Regions from separate parts of the Mus musculus genome. Here region 2 is linked to region 1. Evidence: chromatin contacts called from public HiChIP or PLAC-seq data. All regions are on one chromosome and are shown on one strand. Each heading gives the region's core, a stretch centred on a gene start, on an enhancer-like site or on the middle of the called end of the contact. The rest is flanking DNA. Distances are from core to core; before and after follow the strand shown. Region 1 overlaps Iqch (IQ motif containing H). Region 2 has its middle 48 kb from the start of Gm39359.

The links. HiChIP or PLAC-seq counts read pairs in DNA pulled down with a chosen protein or histone mark.
Region 2: an H3K4me3 HiChIP or PLAC-seq map of the SCID.adh cell line shows a contact between it and region 1, with 4 times the contacts expected there. The contact joins two enhancer-like sites. A contact is called at or near these places in 3 of 15 datasets of contacts at CTCF or cohesin (embryonic stem cells, large pre-B cells and pro-B cells), 7 of 484 Hi-C or Micro-C datasets (the G1E-ER4 cell line, bone marrow-derived macrophages, cortical neurons and 3 more), 6 of 115 datasets of contacts at active chromatin or transcription factors (the SCID.adh cell line, T-cell acute lymphoblastic leukemia, embryonic basal ganglia and 2 more) and 2 of 9 other capture datasets (embryonic stem cells and liver).

What each region holds. Positions count from the first base shown.
Region 1 is chr9:63,501,684-63,507,204 of GRCm38.p6, forward strand. All of the region lies in intron 13 of Iqch (IQ motif containing H), which reads right to left. All of the region lies in intron 3 of Gm16759 (a long non-coding RNA gene), which reads left to right. Among named protein-coding and RNA genes, the nearest start is that of Gm39358, 61 kb to the right of the region's middle. Within about 2 kb of position 2,453, at least 19 of the 459 cell types and tissues checked have an H3K27ac peak or open chromatin away from gene starts, as enhancers often do. A contact at or near this core is called in the SCID.adh cell line, where this site is marked.
Region 2 is chr9:63,840,579-63,846,099 of GRCm38.p6, forward strand. No RefSeq gene overlaps it. Among named protein-coding and RNA genes, the nearest start is that of Gm39359, 48 kb to the left of the region's middle. Within about 2 kb of position 3,118, at least 6 of the 459 cell types and tissues checked have an H3K27ac peak or open chromatin away from gene starts, as enhancers often do. A contact at or near this core is called in the SCID.adh cell line, where this site is marked.

The sequences.
Region 1 (5,521 bases), core at 1,203-3,702:
GCCAACACTTGGGAAAGCACTCCTGAAGAGAAAATATTTGAAAATGTCAGCAATATTCAAAATTTTTTCCAATACAAACTTTAAAAAACCCTATTTTGACTAGGTAGACATGGCTCAGAAATTCCTGTGGCTGACTCATTCAATCCAAAAATTCTATTCATGTCTAGCAGGGGGAGAGGACAGCTAGATGGTCAGCGCTCACCAAACCTCATACACCACATTTCAGCACATATAAGACCTCCCTCCCTCCCTCCCTGCCTCCCTCCCTCCCTCCTTCCCTCCTTCCCTCCCTCCCTCCCTCCTCCTACCCTTCTCCCTCCCTGTCTGTCTCTCCCTCTCTCCTCCCTCTCTGCCTCTTTGTGTCCCTCTCCTTTCCTCCCTCCTTCTCTTCCTGTCTGTCTGTCTCTCCCTCTCTCCCCCCTCTGTCTCTCTATCCCTCCCTCCTCCCTTCCCTCTCTCCTCTCTCTTTCTACATGTTTTAATCTATAGTTAAGTTATTTGTTTTCTACAAGTCTCCATTTCCTCGTCTGTAAGATGAGGATAGCAGTACCAGCCTTAGGGATGTTGTGAGGACTGGATGAGATAATGCACTGTCGAGTATTGATCTAGTACATGGGGCACGGTGAGCACCTGATGAATGGCACAGCAACCATCATGAAAAAGGTAGAGTAGGCAGAGGCTGAAGTACATTTCAAAGCACAGTGAGGCTTACATAAGGTGAAGAGGGACATGGAAAAGCCATTGCCCAAGGATGGAATATTAGAACCTTAGACTAAGTCTACTGTAAGGGTGCTACAGTGCTTTCATTCCCTATTATAGAAGGGATAGCATGAAACCCAAGGAAGTGCTGAGAGTTTGTAAGCAAATACAGCTGGGCTTTGAATCCAGTTCTAATATATATATGTGTGTGTGTGTGTGTGTATACATATATATACATACACATATATATACACATATGAATTTATATATGACCTAGATTCCATAAGCCCATTTCTTTATGTATTAGAACTAGAGTGAAAAAATTACCTGGATGCTAGAGTTGCTCCAAGGATGAAATACGATCATGAAATGAATAACATTGGGAAAATAATAAAAATGATAGTAATAGTAATTTTTAATAGAGAAAACCTTCTTAAAAATAAAACAATTAAAATGTCATGCTGATAATACAGTGTAAAGGTACTGGATCCTTAAGGGAATTCAAGGGGTTTTAGAAGGTAGCACCTTGCATAATTTTAAGGAAATTTATGTAAACACAGAAATGTGAATGACTGTGTTTAAGAATATCCAGTGCATCTGTTCATAAATGCTTTCTGGATCTATAACTTCCAAGTGTGTGACAAGAGATATGAGCTAGAAATCAGTCTTGAATGAATCTGCAACTTGCTGGGTGATTTAGAGCAGGACTGCTTCAAGTTTTTCCTGCTTGTCATCCCTATTCCCAGGAGAAACTTTATGCAACTCCAAGCATTTATAAAATAGTTATACAAATCAAACTTGTATTAATAATAAATCAAAATTTTATTTTGAAAGTTATTTGGTGTATATATATAATTTTATCACTTATTAAAGATAAAAGCAAATTCATATACTAATGAGATTATATGCTTGTCCATTTTTTATAAAAAATTAAGTCTTGGGGAATATGCTGCAAGGCATAGAACATTTTCACTATTTTCTCAGAGTTTATCAATATTTTCATTTTATTGTCATCAATGTTGAAAATGCTACTTTGCATAAATACAAAATACCAAAAATGTTCATAGGGACATTTCAGAAATTATTATCCCAAGCCAAAATTAAATGAAAGATTTTTAAAACTATGACTCAACAACTCAGCAGCATTTTAAACACATTTTTATTAGTGTGTGTGCCTTATGTGCAGAGTGTTTGTTTCTGCAGGGACCCGTGGAAGGCAGAAGAGCTCATGTGATCCCCTCAGACGGGAGTCAGAGGTGCTTGTGAGCCGCCGGGTGGATAAGGAACCTAACCCGGGTCTTCTGGAAGAGCAGTCAGCTGAGCTGTCTTTCCAGTCGCTGACAGCAATTTTAAAGATCAGTCTAACAGAATGCAGTGCAGAGACACAAGTTTGATACTTACTTGCTGGGGAATGATGGTAGGAAAGTATCAAATGTCTTTGATTTCTGTAATTAAACCATATTCCTATAAAAGCAGGAAAATTTGTATGTACAGTGTGTTTGTTAGTTTTTGTTTGCTTAACCCAAGCTAGAGTCATCTGGGAAGAGAAACCTCAACTGAGGAAATGCCCCCATTAGATCGGCCTGTGGGTAAAGGCATGTTCTTGATTGAAGATGGATGTGAGAGGCCCACACTGCTGCTCCTGCAGAGGACCTGGGTTAGTTTCCCAGCAATCACATGGTAGCACACAGCTGCCTCACTGGGGGTAATGCTGCATTGGGCAGGTGGTCCCGACTTGTATGAAAAAACAGGCTGGGGCAAGTCATAGAAAGCAAGCCAGTCAGCAGGTGTCCTCTATGATCTGTTTCAAGCTCACCCAGGTTCCTGCCTTCACTTCCTGCACTGATCTTCTTCATGATAGACTCTAAGTTCTACAATAAAATAAACCCTTTCCTCTGCACATTGCTTGTGGGCAGTGCTTATCATAACAATAGAAACTTTAAGACATAGAGTAAAAACACTGTAATTCATAATACACCTTGGTCTCCAGATGAGAAGAGGTATTTTAGGCAGTGTTCGATAGCACTGTTTGGGACTGGAGGATGGCTCAGTAGTTAAGAGCACTTGCTGCTCGTATAGAGGACCCGGGTTAGGCCCCCAGCAATCACATAGGAGCACACAACTGCCTGAAACTCTGGCTTCAGTGGATCTAACGCCCTCTTCTGGATTCAGTTGGCAGCAAGCACAGATGAGACACAAAGACATACGCAGGCAAAACATGCAAACACATAAGCAACACAAAAAACCAAGTTTCAGTTTGTTTATGAAGGCATGTAAAGTGCAGAGTATACAGGTTGTGTAGTCAGCATTGAGTCTACAGGACATTTGTGCTGTGTGACATAAACAAGAGTCACTGACTTTGAATTAAGTATTGGGCACAGCGTGTTTAGCAGTATCTTGGTGTCTGTTTCCACGGATTCTCGTTCAGTTCAAGGCCTTGAGTTAAGAAGCTGAACATGGAGCACTCTGCCTTCCTGAAACTCAGCTCCTTCCTTATAGTCAAGTGTCTTTCCAGCTCTGAGAGAACTCCTAAGTAAAGCCAGAGCACTTCCATATTTATTATGAAATGTTTAAGTGCGTAAAATTTGCAGTGTGGATGTATGTAACACTACTGAACTGAACTCTTAAAAGTGGCTGCGATGGTAGAACTTTATCTTGTACTTCATCCCCCAAAAAGGGGGCAGGGGAGGAAAAACCCAGAGTTCCTCTGAGAAGATTTAGCTAATTTACTGTTGGGCCCTCCTCCACGTGAGGAAGTGAAGTCTGGGCCTCCGATCTCCCGCAGTCTAACCTCCAGTTTCTTCTGCTATTGGCACTTGGTTTCAGCTGTGCTTACTGATCGCCTGCCCCGCCTTCCCAATTGCTTTTCTCTCCCACAAATTACTTCTGTGTGGAAATATGAAACAAATAAAGCACACCCAGAACTGCCGACTTGATGTACAGCAGGAATTTGACGATAGAATAAGAAGTTCAAAGCTGGACTTGCAAAGATGACTCGGGAGAGCATTTACTGCACTTCCAGAGGACTCAAGTTTAGTTCCCAGCACCCGCACCAGGTGGCTCACAACAACTCTAACTCTAGAGGATGCAGCAACATCTTCTGATCTCAGTGAGCTCTCATTCTCTCTCTCTCTCTCTCTCTCTCTCTCTCTCTCTCCTCTCTCTCTGTCTGTCTGTCTTAAAAATAAAATAAACCCTTAAAATAGCAGCTCAAATTGTTTATCATATCATCTCTCTTTTGGTCTATATAGCAGTCCTTGCTATGTAGATGAATGATTTGTCTGACGTTATACAGCTCTGATCATAAAGTAGAGGATGTGACTCCAGTTAGCACAGCTGGTATGCCCATCCTACAAAACAAGAAGTGAAGGCCTGGGTGCTTATGAACTGTGAAGAGAGCAAAGCAGATAAAGAACCAAGTTCAAGCTCTGAGTACTTGTCCCAGCTAGGGTAGATTTCTGTCTCCTCTAGATGTACACATCTCAGTTGACAGGCATGCTCTCCTGCTCCATGTCATGTCTGGGCATGCCAGCTGTTGTCTTCAGGCACCATGACACCATGATAGTATCCTCAGTGTGTGCTTTAAGACGCAGGTGTGAGTAAGTGGTGGCAGAGGGCATGCCACCGACCTGAGGTCTTGTGAAGCCATTAAGAGAAAATCTGCTTCATCAGTTCTAGACGGGAGATTATCCTAGATGACAAAGGTCTAGACTGTTCCTAATTCCCTTCCTTATGGCTAGTTTTCTTTACCACCACTTGTTTCTTATTTTTGACCTGTGACAATGAATGCCTTCCGAAACATAAAAATACTCCAAAATTGGCATGATGACTCTCGCACACTTACAAGCACACTTACCATTACAAATCTTAGCTTTATATAGTAACTTTGAGAGATGCACAAACAGATTTTTGGCATGCTTTAAAAAAATCTCCTCAAAGCCATCCATTTGAATGAAAATCAGCACTGACACAATCTCTCAGACCCATTAAAAAGAAATAAAGCAATAGCTAAACAGGAGCAGAACTGATTTGAAAGGGGGAGCTTAATTTTTGTGTTTTAAAAAGTTGATTGCCTATGAGAGATTAATCACTCAAATAATTTGAATTTAAGCTTCAAGCGGCAATATTAAGCACTTCAAATCTGCATACCTGTCTCTGCCAACCAGGATGCAGACCTGCCACTGCCATGGCTGGAGCTCATGCTGTCAAGGGTGCTGCTACTTGGCTCTAGCTTGGAAGTGGAAAGGCCACTGCCAGGGCAACCTTGTCGGGGAGAGACGTGGGGAGCACTCTGGAATTACCCAGTCCATCCCCTGTCTCATATGAAGAACAGAGGACAGGAACACTAAAAGAGGCTTGCCCAAGGTCACTGGGTCATCCACAAATAAAGCAGTTATCCCAGTGTGTAACCGTGACCTACAGGAGACAGACTGTGGTTCACAATCTGGTCCTACTATGGACACTGAGCTAGAAAATGAGTTTTGGTTTCTGTAGCCATAAAAGAACAGCAATGATTTCAGTGCTGCCACATTGTATAAAACTCAAATGAAAAATGCATGCCAAGAATCCAATAAGTGTTACTTTACCTACCTACCATCCTCACCACAAATCCCCCTTTCTGCTCAGTGCCTATTCCATTTCAGATATGCACACACGCTATTGGCAGCCAGCAGGTGTGAACGTGAGTTTCTGCCTCTGAGAATAGCAACAGTTTAACCACAAATGGTTTTTGGTGTTTTTCTTCTTTGCTTCCTAACATCCATATCAATTGTGTCATCGAGGGCATGAGATAGGCAGGAAGCACCAGAGATCCTGCACTTGA
Region 2 (5,521 bases), core at 1,868-4,367, 340 kb after region 1:
AATTGGGGAGAGTCTGCTTACACCCAAGGGCACAACAATCTGTCCCGCCCTCGCTTAACCTCCTAGTCCCACCTCCTGCCAGAAGTGCAAGCTCTCTGTCTGGCCAGTGAGGCCATGTCAAACTCCAGTCCCCAAACCCAAACTCCAACCCTAAAGCAGCCTCCTCACGTCCCTCGTCCTCTCCCTGCCTTTCCCCCTTCTCTCAGGGTCTCTGCCTAGGGTCGCCACTGAGTCAGGCTCACTCAGACTGCACCTCATCACTTACCTTGTCTGTGTGAGCTTCTGTCCCCCTCAGGGTAGGCAGGCTGGGGCCCCCAGCAGTGGCACAGGCTGGGTACACATGTCAAGAGGAACGAGCGCCTTGTCGGTTGGTGTGCAACCCAGAAAACTGCTCTTCTCTTGAGGCCTCACCTTCCACCCTCGTGGAGTCGGGTTGCCTCAAGCTACAGTGGCCACTCTCTACCCAGCCTCAAAGTGACTTCACCGAGCAGCTGCAGACGGGCTCCACTCTCCCGCACACTCCCAGGCAGGCCCATCTTGCTTGCCAGTCGCTGATAATGTGTTTTGTCAACGAGAGATTCATTTGGAAGATCTTTGAGCGTGGGATGGGAGAGTGGGTCTCAAACCTGTGCTTGAGGCCAGGGCTGGAGATGTCTATGGGCTGCGGTTCCGGGACGTGTAAGGTTGAAAGGCAATGGAGGTCTGCACATGCGTAATGAAACCTAATTTGGCTGTTACCCTTGCGGTCCACTCCTGAGAGGCGGGGCCTGCATTCTGAAGCTGAAAGGCCACTAAACAAGAGCAGGTGAGGTGGGTTAAGTCAGCAAAGTTGAGGCAGGTTTTCCTTGGGTCACCGAATCCCCCCAGGTTGTACCTGGAACGCTATTCCCGGATCCCCCTCCTTCTACGCCTGCATGGCGGCTTCCAGCCCAGCCCTCTGAGTCTCCATGAGACAAGTGTTGTAACCTAGCCCTAAGCTCCCAAACCTCTATATAAGGTGTGGGGACCTGTACACTGTTACCCGCAGCTCTTCCTGGAGTGCCCAAGTATCTGAGCACCCCCAAAGAACAGCTCTGATTCCTGTTACCCACTTTAGTGAGCTGATTGACTCAGAACGGCCCCAGGTCCCTTATTGAACAGGCATCCACGGAGCCCATCGCTGAGCCAGGGGCTGGAGAAATGTGCATTGATTTGTTCCAGGGTGCCTAGCCAACCCTTTTAGTGACTTTCCTCTGGTATCTACATGTCAGCAATCTTCCTCAGAGCATCTTGTCCCTCAGGTCTCCCCTTTAAAGCCACCTTTGAGGCTTTACCTGCTAAGGGCCTGGAAGAATCCTTCCAACTTCAGGAACTGTATCAGTCAGGGAAACTTGGTTATACTGTTGTAACAAATATCCCTTCCACTTGTGAAGCTGATCCCAGGTTTGTCTCTTGCCTGTGAGCTTTTCAGGATGGCTACAACTTGTGTTTGTTCTCATCTTGAGATGGAGACTGACCAAACAGTCATCATGTAAAACTCTGCTGTGCCCACAAGGGAGAAGATGCTACAATCCCATATTCATGATAACATGACTGAGATAAACAAATTATATGCATTTTTCCCATAATAAGACCAGAGTAAGTCACCTGAAGCCATCTAATCCCCTAACACCTTACCTGGACTAGCATTAATGTCCCTTACACATTTGTGAGCAAGGCAGTAAAAAGCCACCTCCCAAGGGCTTCAGGACAATGAGCAGACAGGCTGGGATCTGGTGTAAGAGTTGTCCAGGATCCAGGGGCAGCCTAAGGTACAGGTGAAAGATCTCCGCAGAAGGGTTGTGGTCAGCAAACACTGTGAATGGAAAGTCCTGCCTTGAGTCACATTCATCTGTGATTTGCTTTTAAAAAGATTTTGTTTATTTTATGTATATGAGTACACTGTCACTGTCTTCAGACACACCAGAAGAGGGCATCAGATCCCACTACAGATGGTTGTGAGCCACCATGTGGGGGAATTGAACTCAGGGCCTCTGGAAGAGCAGTCAGTGCTCTTAACCACTGAGCCATCTCTCCAGCCCACCTGTGGGATTTTTTTTTTTAAATGAATGGTTGATGGCAGGTGTCACAGGTCCTCCTTGGCTGGATCCTTTGCAGAAAAGCTAATCTGTCTATCCTGGTTTTCTTTCTCATTGTGATGAAAATGCCCCAACGAAAACATCCCGTGGGATTAAAGATTGACTTGCTCATGAATCCGGGTTTCTTCCATCGAGGCTGGGGAACTTGAAGCAGCATGTCACGTCGCATCCACTAGAGAGCTGAGAGAGAACGAATGTGTGCACCAGACTCTCAGTTGCTTTCTCCACTCATACGATCCAGGATCCAAACCTAGGGAATGGTGCTGCCCACAGTGGGCTGGATCATCCCATCTCAATTAGCAAAAGCAAGGCAATACCCTCAACACGTGCACACAGGCCAATTGATCTAGACGGTCCCGCAGTCAAGACTCTCTTACCAGGTGATCCCACTTTCTGTCAAGTTGACAATTAAAACTATCCATCACGCTGTCTATCAAAGCTGTACTAGATTTCTCTTAGATGCCCAGCCAGAGTCTCATAGCCCACTGGGGATTGAAAGGGGCACCGGTGCCAGTCAAAAGGCGGTATGTCCCAGGGGTAAGATGGATGGGATGATATGCCATTGCTGTTTGTGTTGGAGCCCCTAGGGTTCTCCAAAGAAGCAGTGAACACACACACACACACACACACACACACACACACACACACACACACACCCTGCATTGACGGACAGGACAAGTGGGAATGACAGTGTGAAGTGATGGGGTATGAAGGTATGATGGAATGTTAACCCCGCCTTGGGAAAAGCCAAGAGTCAATCCAGTTTCCAGCAAACTTTCCCCCTCAGTTCAAAATACAGAGGTGGAAGTGCAGGATACAGATGACCTCTTGGGGGACCCTAGGGACAGAACCTGCCCAGTGTGAGGCATAGCCACCTGCCAGGGCAGTACAGACCTCAGGAGGGAAACGGACCCTGCTGAGGATCAGTGCAAGGACAGGGAGGAAGTGGCTGCTCTGGTCTGTGGAGGAGGGTGAGGCTCTGAGAGGTGAGGCTGGGACGCCTGGGGGAGGGGTAGCAGCAGAGACAGGCCACTGGTCACCTGAGGACCAATCAGTCTAAGTGTCCACAGTGACAATGGTGGATGCCTGACTCCTCCCTGTCAGTGAAGGTTCTAGAACAGGAAAGGTACCAGACTGAATGTCACTGGGCATCGATGGTGCCAACCGCTCACAAGGAGACCAGCTCCAGAGCCTACAGTTGCCTGGAGCCTCTTCCAGCAAGGGGGCTGTATGGAGACGCCTCTAATGTCCCTAGCTAGAGGTCACCTCCAACAGCGGTGCTGCAGAAAACCCGATGGAATAGACAGAGAGGTGACACCACCTGCTAGAAGATGTCATCGAGTGACCCTGGCCACTGAGGGTGGGCCTCAACCAGGTGGCACTGATGCTCGTGACTTAGATGTCCCTGAAAACAGGAACATACCTGAAGACTCACACACAGTAGGCTTGGGTCAGCATTCCAGCAGCATCTGTGGAAGGCTTAAATATCACGAGTAAAACATTCACAACTTCCCTACGGGTGCATCATTACTTCAGAATGAAAATTAAACAGTCAACCTACAGGTGAGATGGTGGCACTAGTTTGCGGAAAATACAGATGGAGTGTGTCTTTGTCTGTGTGTGAGCGCCCTCTTGTGGTGATCATGGCACAGTGCCGCACTTGACTAAATGGATTTCTTATGGATGGTGCATGAAGAAGACACCTCAATCAGCCTTTGCATCTACCCTGGGTTTCTTCTTACCTGGACCATAAAAATACTGGTGTCTTTTGTCTTTGAAGTCCCAGAAGTGCTGAGAACTATTCAAAGAACAGGCCCATTGTCTGTGCTAGTCTACAAACTAGCAATATGCTGGCTGGAAGGGCGAGACTTCTCCTGGCAGTGAGCATATCACCTTCCAACTCTAAACCTCCATGTGTACTACACTGAAGACCATGAAAAATGTCCATCCTTCCACAGGACGTAACAAGGGAAAGAGAGAACAGACCCCAGTCCATAGTCTCCAGGCAGCCACAAGTCCAGGGAAGCCTGGGTCACACCTACTGCCATGCCTGACTAGAATGAGCCCTCCTTGCTCACACATATCCTAATTTGGGAGGTGAATCATTTGTTTACTGGATGTCCAGATCTTCCCAGGAATGGTATGTCACTCACTTCTTACAGGACGTGGGGAAGAAGGCTCTCAAAAATTCTGATCCCTTGTCAGAGTAATGAGGGTAGCTCATTTAAACATCACCTCTAGCAAATCAGAGAACAAATCAGAAAGAGACGTTGGAAGTGGGAGGTGGGGTGGGAATGAAGTCATACCAAGCAGCAGGAGGCATAATGGCTGGCCATCAGGGATGCCCTGGGCTGAGGCAGAGGTGGGCCTCAGGACCCTGAGGAGGGTACAGATGAACTATCAAGAAGATAGTTAATGTTAGGGATTTTGCTTGTTGTTTTGACACAGGGTCTCATGTATCCCAGGCTAGCCTCAAAATTCACTGTGTAGCGAGGATGACCCTGAACTTCTTGATCCTCCTGCCTCCACCTCCTTAGTTCTAGACTTGCTGGTAAGCATCACCACACTGGTTTATGTGGTGGTGGAATTGAACCATGGGCTTCACGCACCCTAGGCAAACACTGTACCACTGTCTCAGCTGAGCCACATCCTTAGCCTGGGTATCAGGTTTGTGATAAGGAAAGAGAAAGCATTGTCTTGGGGAGGGGAGTCCTTTCTGAGTTCCAGGCTGGGGTTTAGCGGTGCCTGAGCTCAGCAGTCCTTGTGCATTTCAGAGTCTGTTGACCCCCAGGTTTGGTCTGTTGGGTGGATTTTTCCCCCCAGTGAAGAGGAGAACTGGAGAGATGGGAGCTTGAGGGTCGAGAAGGGTACTCTGGTCCCTGGAAGGGGATGGTTGTTTCCCTACAGAGCTGTGGGAAGTAGGAGAGTCAGGAATTCGGGGGGGGGGATGCACCTGTTTCCTGGTGTAGAGAGGGTCTTGATAGGCCAGGGGCAGGGGCCCAGGGCAGAGGATTTGGGGAACAGCTCCAAATGTGGCCAGCAGAGTGGAGAGGCCCATCAGCACCCCTTCCCCCAGCAAGACAGAGGATCAAGACCACGCCCCTTATCTGTCATCTGCAGAGGGGGGGAAGCACGAATGGATGCAGGAGACAGCATACGTCAAATGTTCATAGGACTAAGGTGGGACATGGGATGCTATGGAAACTGGCACTGTAAAAGCCTTGAGGTGGTGGTGGTGGTGGTGTGTCTGAGTCAACTCCCCTTTGAGAGTGGAGAACCACGGTCTCCAGGAGTCTCTGTAATGGCTAACAGAGCACTCCTGGCACTTTGGGCAGCTGCCTTTCTGTGGCCTTCACTGAAAAAGAACTTGTGGATTTGCCAAAGAGCATGCATACGTTTGTGGT